Regions from separate parts of the Sus scrofa genome. Here region 1 is linked to region 2. Evidence: chromatin contacts called from public Hi-C data. All regions are on one chromosome and are shown on one strand. The core of a region is the stretch at or near the end of the contact, and the rest is flanking DNA. Distances in the headings are between cores, read along the strand shown. Region 1 holds the start of NFATC2IP (nuclear factor of activated T-cells 2 interacting protein). Region 2 holds the start of TUFM (elongation factor Tu, mitochondrial).

What was found. A called contact is a pair of places that touch in the nucleus more often than the background predicts.
Region 1: a Hi-C map of skeletal muscle shows a contact between it and region 2, with 2.8 times the contacts expected there. The contact joins the promoter of NFATC2IP here to the promoter of TUFM in region 2. A contact is called at or near these places in 4 of 47 Hi-C or Micro-C datasets (heart right ventricle and skeletal muscle) and 2 of 2 datasets of contacts at active chromatin or transcription factors (alveolar macrophages and skeletal muscle).

What each region holds. Positions count from the first base shown.
Region 1 is chr3:18,607,663-18,612,099 of Sscrofa11.1, reverse strand. It overlaps NFATC2IP (nuclear factor of activated T-cells 2 interacting protein), which reads right to left and starts at 2,072. Exons shown (of 8, transcript NM_001244522.1): 1 at 1,680-2,072; 2 at 886-958. The coding sequence starts at 2,066.
Region 2 is chr3:18,522,451-18,526,390 of Sscrofa11.1, reverse strand. TUFM (elongation factor Tu, mitochondrial) reads left to right here and starts at 1,686. Exons shown (of 10, transcript XM_003124515.4): 1 at 1,686-2,015; 2 at 2,119-2,313; 3 at 2,786-2,952; 4 at 3,165-3,269; 5 at 3,355-3,519; 6 at 3,638-3,770; 7 at 3,858-3,940. The coding sequence starts at 1,973.

The sequences.
Region 1 (4,437 bases), core at 823-3,322, 85 kb before region 2:
TGCAAAAAAATCCCATCCCTGGGGGAGGACATCAGCTGGGCGGCCCTGATATGATTCAAAGAACACCCTGCTGGCTCCAGAGACTTGTGGCAGATGTAACAAAATGTTACAGATTCTCACCACCTCCCCCTCCCCTGCTTCCAGGATTACAGCATCAGGATCTCTGTAGATGGCACCCGGGGAATTTGTATATTTGCACACTCCTATGCCTGTTAAGAGTTGAGGGAAGGGTTTTTGTTTGTTTGTTTGTTTGTCTTTTTAGGGCCACACCCACAGCATATGGAGGTTCCCAGGCTAGGGGTTGAATCAGAGCTGTAGCCACTGGCCTACGCCACAACCACAACAATGTCAGATCTGAGCCGCGTCTGTGACCTACATACACCACAGCTCATGAAACACCAGACCCTTAACCCACTGAGAGAGGCCAGGGATCAAACCTGCGTCCTCATGGATGCTAGTCAAATTCGTTTCCACTGAGCCACGACGGGAACGCCAGGGGAAGGGGGTGTTGACAGTACTTTCGGTGCCCTCTGGTTAACAATCCAGCTCCTGGAATTCCCGCAGTGGCACAGTGGGTTAAGAATCCAACTGCAGCAGCTCTAGTCGCAGGTGCGATGTGGGTTTGGTCTTTCATCCGTGGCCTGGGCATTTCCACATGCCTCGGGTACAGCCATAAACAAACAAACAAACAAACACAAAACACCCCATCCAGCTCCTTTCAGGACAACAGCTTTTTCTGGCTAGGGTGCTAGTCAGAGAGGCTAGTCACCTCTCCCAGGTCCTTCCCCTGAGACTTGGGAAACAACTAACTGCAGAGATGTAAACTCCAGGAAGTCTCCTTGGAGAGACCAGGGTGGGCGCCGCTCCCTGGAAGGCCTCCCTTACCTTCCTCAGTCTCTGGGGGACAGAATTTCAGGAGGGACACGTGATCTGGGATGAGGTGGAGGCTGCTTTTCACCTGCAAAGAAACAATAGATCAAATCCTCCCCCCACTTAAAGGCGAAAACTGGGGCCCACTCTTCCCCCACACTCAGGCCTCCTCCAGCTCCCACTTCCTCCCTAAGGATGCAGACACCCCAACCCTACCCCGGAGATTCAGGAGGCTCAGCTTCCCCAGGATCCAAAATTGGACACCTTGACTCCCACACCCCTTTGGCCAATGCACTCTAAGGGTGCAAGTTTAGAGGTCTTTTTTTTATGAGGGTGCTAGCCATCCCGCTACTTTAGAATCCTTGGAGATCCTAGCACCCCACCCCACCCCTGCTCATCCTACCACGTGGGGACTCCAGCCTCCTGGATCCCCAGTCCTCTGTGAATTTCCACAGACTCCAGCCCTCATCCTCCTGGATCCTTAGCAATGGGTCCCAGCCTTAAAATCCAACATGCCCTATATCCCAGCCCCAGGTCCTCAAAGCCCTTCTCTGAAGCACCAGGGATCCCAGCGCCTTAGCCTCTCTTTACCCGCGATGTTCCAGCTCCCGGGGATTCCCAAACTCTCGACACACTCCAGATCCCTTTACCTTCCCAATGTGCAGAAACCCCAGAAACCCTGCATCTCTCTGCCTCCAAGGCCCTAGCCCCTGCTTCCCTTTAGTCCCCAAGACCAACCCCAAAATCCTACCCTCGGCACTGTAAGAACCCACTCTTCCGCGCTAACCCTCCCGGGGACCCGGCGGCACCTTCTCGGAGTACACTGGAACCGCAGGTGCCTCCCCCGGATCCAGCAACAGCCGCCTCCGCCGCCTGATCAGGATCGGAGGGGCTCCAGCTGGCCCTGCGTCCGCCCCTTCGCTGTCGCTGTCGCTGTCGTCCCGGGGCGCGGCCGGCACCGGGGTTTCGGGGAGTGGGACCTCGGCCGGGTCCGCAGCGCCGCGCGCCGTGGCGACCTCCAAAACATCCTCATCGCTGTCGCTGACCAAGTCCACAAGCTCTGGGTCCAGGGTGCGTCGAGCTGGAGATCGTTGGGACTGAGGTCGCCGGCCCCGGCCGCCCCGGGACCCCCGAGTCCCTCGGCCAACACCGCCGCCTCTGGACCGCCGGCCCCGTTTCCTCAGTGGCTCCGCCATGGTACATACTCGGTTCCCGCAGTCGCCCGCCTCTAGTAGACTCGCCCGACCGCGTCCAGGGGCTTCCGCCCTTCATTGGGCGAACCGCCTGCTAGTCAGCACCTCTCCCCGCCCACACTCTCCGGATCCACCCCTCCGCCTTTTCACTGGTCGCTGCACACCCGCCCATCATGCATTCACCACTGAAACCAAGCCGCCAAAGATTCCAGTCAGACTCGGTTCAATCAGCGCAGGTTTCGATTCGGCCCGGCTGGCCCATTGGCCGGGCTGTCTCTCGTCCTGAGCAGCCTTTCCTGGTTGGTGGAGGAGCGAGGCATCTTGGGAATTGTAGTCCGAAAGCCCACAGGCTAGAGTGGATGGGGGCGGGCTGGGAATTCCTTTTGAAAAACGCGGACTCCGCGGGTATTCCCATTATTCTTTCTCCCAACCGCTTGGTGGGCTATTTTTACTTAAACGCAACCTTGAGCACATGCCTCTCCTCACGTACTAATACTTCAACATCACGCAGCTCTGCGAATTACTTCGCATACATACCCTCCCTCACGCCCGACATCTAGGCAGACGCTTTTCACGGGCAATGTCAACAGAGCATAAACTTTTTTTTTTTGTCTTCTTTTTTGCCTTTTCTAGGGCCGCTTCCGCGGCATATGGAGGTTCCCAGGCTAGGGGTCTAATCGGAGCTGTAGCCACCGGCCTGCGCCAGAGCCACAGCAACATGGGATCCGAGCCGCGTCTGTGACCTACACCACAGCTCACGGCAACGCCAGATCCTTAACCCACTGAGCGAGGCCAGGGATTGAACCCGCAACCTCATGGTTCCTAGTCGGGTTCGTTAACCACTGCTCCATGACGGGAACTCCCAGAGCATAAACTCTTTTATTTATTTATTTATTTATTTGTCTTTTGTTGTTGTTGCTATTTCTTGGGCCGCTCCCGCGGCATATGGAGATTCCCAGGCTAGGGGTCTAATTGGAGCTGTAGCCACCGGCCTGCGCCAGAGCCACAGCAACGCGGGATCCGAGCCGTGTCTGCAACCTACACCACAGCTCACGGCAACGCCGGATCGTTAACCCACTGAGCAAGGGCAGGGACCGAACCCTCAACCTCATGGTTCCTAGTCAGATTCGTTAACCACTGCGCCACGACGGGAACTCCAGCATAAACTCTTGCAACACCTTCCTACAACATATACCTAAGCACAACCCGACTTACAAACACTTAGAGATGCAATAAGGGAAGTGATCTCCCCCTTCTCCCTTTACTTTCACAATTTCTTTCTGTGTCCTTTTCAAAATGTACGTTTATCTCTATAATGGCTAAATAAGCCTCTTGCCAGTCTCAGAACTCCAGGACCTGGGAGCCATTTTTTTTTTTAATTGAAGTATAGTAGATTTTGAATGTTGTATTATTTTCTGGTGTACAGCAAAGTGATTCAGTTTTATGTATATTTTCTTTTTCATATTATTTTCCTTGATAGATGCGATTGTAGGGACCAAGTGTGTACCAAGGCAGAGCCGGTGAGGAAACTGGGGCAGCGGTCCCTGCACTGTTCAGAGGACCTTGTAGTTTGTCTCTGGTTTTGTTTTGTTTTGTTGTTTTTTGTTCGTTTTGGCCTTTTTGTCTTTTAGGGCTACACCCTCTGCAGCATATGGACGTTCCCAGGCTAGGGGTCCAATCAGAACTGCAGCCGCCAGCCTACGCCACAGCCTACGCCACAGCCACAGCAACCCAGGGTCCAAGCCGCGTCTGCGACCTACACCACAACTCACGGCAACTCGGGATCCTTCACCCACTGAGCGAGGTCAGGGATCCAACCGCATCCTCATGGATCCTAGTCCGGTTCGCCAACTGCTGAGCCACGACGGGAACTCCTGTGGTAGCTTGTCTCTGCTAATCCCAAACTCATAATTTATCCTTTCCCTCTCCCTTTCCCCATAAATTTGTTTTCTATGTCTGTGAGTCTGTTTCTGACTTGTAAATAAGTTCGGAAGCCAACTCTTTGAAATTCGAGCATCAGACCTCCCAATCTCCCAGCTCCAGCAGGGGAAAAGCAGTTTAACTTCCTGGGGCTCTGCTGAAATACACAAAACCACCTCCCAACAAAAAGTCATCAGAAGTTTGTTTTGCCCTTGGATAAAAGCCAATCACCATGATAAAGTTAGGATGAACTACACGTGACTAAAAGTGGTGTCAAGCCCTCTTAGTGGAGGCCTAGTTATTGTTTATCTTGAAAACAAGATATGGGGGAGTTACCTGGTGGCTCAGCAGGTTAAGGATCTGACATTGTCTCTACTGGGGCTCTGGTTACTGCTGGGGCACTGGTTCAATCCCTGGACTGGGAACTTCCACATGCCGAGGGTGTGGCAAAAAC
Region 2 (3,940 bases), core at 437-2,936:
ATGGCTCAGTGGAAACGTATCTGACTAGCATCCATGAGGATGCAGGTTCGATCACTGGCCTTGCTCAGTGGGTTCAGGATCCAGCGTTGTCGTGAGCTGTGGTGTAGGTTGAAGATGTGGTTCAGATCCTGCGTTGTAGACCGGCAGCTGCAGCTCCAGTTCAATCCCTAGCCTGGGAACCTCCATGTGCCGTGAGTGCGGCCCTAAAAACACAATATTAAAATTAAAAACAACAACAACATAGCACTAGAATAGAAAGCATTAGTTCAAGTACCATTCCTAAAAATCTCACATCCTGGTAGTGGCCAACAGTGTCTTAGGATAAATTCCCAGGAGCATAGTGACTGAGGTACGGGCTGGGAACCCTTTTAATACTGTACCAGCCCTTCTTAAGGAGAGCTGATGGGTTTGGAAGGACAGGAGGACAAACATCTTGGCATGTTTCTCATTGTAAAAATGACAGTTAAATTACAGAATAGTACATTGGCTAAGTGCACACTTTCTTGGAGTTTAGTTCGGCTGGGTTCCTCAATCATCCTGATGCCAGTTTTCTCACTGGTAAAACAGAGGAAATAATATTCCCACAGAATAACATTTGGCACTTTGAATGTGAACCAATATGAAGCATTTTCACAGTGCCTGATCCATAAAAAAGCTCTAGATCTGAATTTTCCAACCTCCCCTAAGCCTAAGAAGGGTGTATATATGTATTATGAATAAATATAGCTTTCTTGTCTGTGCCCAGACACTACTGAATCATAATCTCCAAGGAGGAATTAAGGAATCTATTTGAAACAGACACCGTAAATTGAGTCTTGGGATCTGATGAGTTTCAGAAACATTAATCAAGGTTAAGCAGCTGCTATTATCCTTGCAAGGTGATGAGATGATGGATGTGAAAGTTAAAGGTCATTTGCTATCCTTGCACTCATTCATTCAGTCAACAGACATTTATTGAGCACTCACTGAGTGCCCCGCCCAGTGGTAGGTGCCAGGGACACAGCCGGAACAAGACAGGCTCAGGCTGCCCTCAAAGGCACCAGAGGCTGGTCCCTTACCTGGTCATCTATAAAACTGGGTGGCTGGGGGGGACGACGATCAAGGGAATTACTCCCTGGGCTGCTGAGAGGCAACAGGGGTGGACGGCAAACTGTCTCCGCAGGCTGCGAGCCAGGAGCGAGGGTCAAAGACCGTGGGACCTGGAGCCTTCTGGACCCCGTTCCCGCCTCCTACCTAGCTCCCTTCCTTTCAGACCCAGACGCCAGGATCTGTCCATGAAGCAGATACTACTACTTCCATTTTATAGATGAGAAAACAAAGAGTCAGCGGAGAGAAGGATCACACTAGAGCCCCAACCCCGAAAGACTCCCAGGATCGTCTTCCCCCTCAGAGTTGCAGGGCCTGGTCCTACCTCCAGCTGCGAGATCTGGCCACCAGATGAGTCGCCAGACACGCGCAGTGGGTGGGACTCCACGGGGTTCGGGGCCAGGACGTTCCTGGGTCAGCCACATCCGGGCCGCCGCCTCTGCCTCAAAGAGGGTCGAGACCGTCCTTACGTACCCAGCCTCGGTCTCCCTAACTCTCACGCTAAGTGCCCGCACAGCCTGTCGCCCTGGGAACTACAACTCCCATGAGCCTCCGGGGCGCAGGTGTGCTTTGCGGCGCTCATCGCCCCCCGGCGCCACCAGAGAGAACTGCGTGGCCCCTGAACCCGCGAAGGCCAGGGGCGTCTGGGAAACTTTCTTCATCCTTCCCCACCCCAGAGGCACCAGCGTCTTCCTGGACGTCTTCGGTCCCGAGCCCGGAAGTTGACAGGGAGGGTCATAGAGACTCGGGGCTAGAAGTGCCCAAACTTGCCCTCTCGGCCCTCACTTCCGCCGGAAGCCGCTTCCAGCCTCAATTGCCCTTTGCTTGGTGCACGCGCCGGGGTCCGTGCGCCGTACCCACTGTTCCCGGCGCTCGTAAGACCACAATGGCGGCCGCCACCCTGCTGCGCGCGACGCCCCTCTTCAGCGGTGAGGGGGCGGGGAGGGCGATGGCGGCCCGGGAGTACACGGGGATCGTCGGGAGCGGCCAGGCTCAGACCCGCGCCCTGACGCCAAGCTTCTGCCCCGGCAGGTCTCGGCGCTGGCCCAACATCACTGTTGCAGGGTCTGTTGCGGCCGCTGAAGGCCCCGGCACTGCCCCTCTTGTGCCGCGGCCTGGCCGTGGAGGCCAAGAAGACCTATGTGCGCGACAAGCCCCATGTGAACGTGGGTACCATCGGCCATGTGGACCACGGCAAGACCACACTGACCGCAGCCATCACGAAAAGTAAGCGGATTTGGGGCGGGGGGGTCGGGCATTCGGCAGCGCCCGCTCTGCAGGCGGGACGTGGCGCCGGGGAGGTGGGGCCCGCCGGAACGCTGCTGGAGGTGTTTAGCATGGGCCCCAGGAGCCTCACCTTGGGTGGGCGGTAGATTGCAAGACTGGGGAGACAAGACTTCCCGTCGAAATGAAGAACTTTGTGATGCATAAATGGGGGGACCCCGAATAGCCTCCCTCCAGCCCGGAGGAGTGCCCCGTAAAGCAGAAGCGTTACCTTAGAGACGTCCCAGGGCTGACCCTTGACGCCCTAAAAGGTGAAGTTATTTCCGTTCCAGGAGTCGAAGACGAAGGTCTTGGAAGCTTGCTTTCTCCCAGGCTGTCTCCCGTTTGGGTGGGAGGGGCCCAGAGGTGTGGTCTGAGCCCTGCCTCTCCCTCCAGATCAGATCCTTAGCTGAGAGGTGTGCTCTCCTCCCGTTAGTTTTAGCCGAGGGAGGCGGGGCCAAGTTTAAGAAGTACGAGGAGATCGACAACGCCCCAGAGGAGCGAGCCCGAGGGATCACCATCAATGCGGCCCACGTGGAGTACAGCACTGCCAACCGCCACTATGCCCACACAGACTGCCCCGGTCACGCAGATTACGTTAAGGTGAGAGAGCTGCTGGGGGCAGGCCCTGGAACTGCTCCCCCGCGCACCCCCCCCCCCATCGGGAACAATGTTAGGCTTGTGGGGAGGAGGTTAAGAGAGCCAAGATGTGTGGGTTTGAGATCATGGATTTGGGGGCCTGGCCAGTGGAGGTGGCAGGGGGAGGTGGGACCCCAAGTCACTGAACTACAGTTTTCTCTCCTTTCCTCACCCAGAATATGATCACAGGTACTGCCCCGCTGGACGGCTGCATCCTGGTGGTAGCAGCCAACGACGGCCCCATGCCCCAGACCCGAGAACACTTACTACTGGCCAAGCAGGTACCCAGAGCCAGGGTATGGGTGGAAGGAGGAAAGAGGGCAGAGCCTTCACTCACAACACCGTTGCTCCCTCTCCCGCCTGCAGATTGGAGTGGAGCACGTGGTGGTGTATGTGAATAAGGCGGACGCCGTTCAGGACTCTGAGATGGTGGAGCTGGTCGAGCTGGAGATCAGGGAACTGCTCACAGAGTTTGGCTACAAAGGGGAGGAGACTCCGATCATCGTGGGCTCTGCCCTCTGTGCCCTTGAGGTGAAGGCGGGGTCAGGCCGGGCATCCCGAGCTCTGCTCTGAGTCTGGGGAGTGGCTCTCGGCAAGTTAAGGGGAGCAGAATGGAAGTTTCAGGGTCCTGTCTACCTCCCGCCCGTAGCAACGTGACCCTGAGTTAGGCCTGAAGTCTGTGCAGAAGCTGCTGGATGCTGTGGACACTTATATCCCAGTGCCCACCCGGGACCTGGAGAAGCCTTTCCTGCTGCCTGTGGAGTCTGTGTACTCTATCCCTGGTGAGGACTCTGCTCGCTCACATTCCTTCTTCTCGCAGAAGCTTGCCCAGGGTCCCTGATGTCCTGTCCTGTCCTGTCCCCTCCCAGGCCGAGGCACGGTGGTGACAGGCACGCTCGAGCGTGGTATTTTGAAGAAGGGAGATGAGTGCGAGTTCCTGGGACATAGCAAG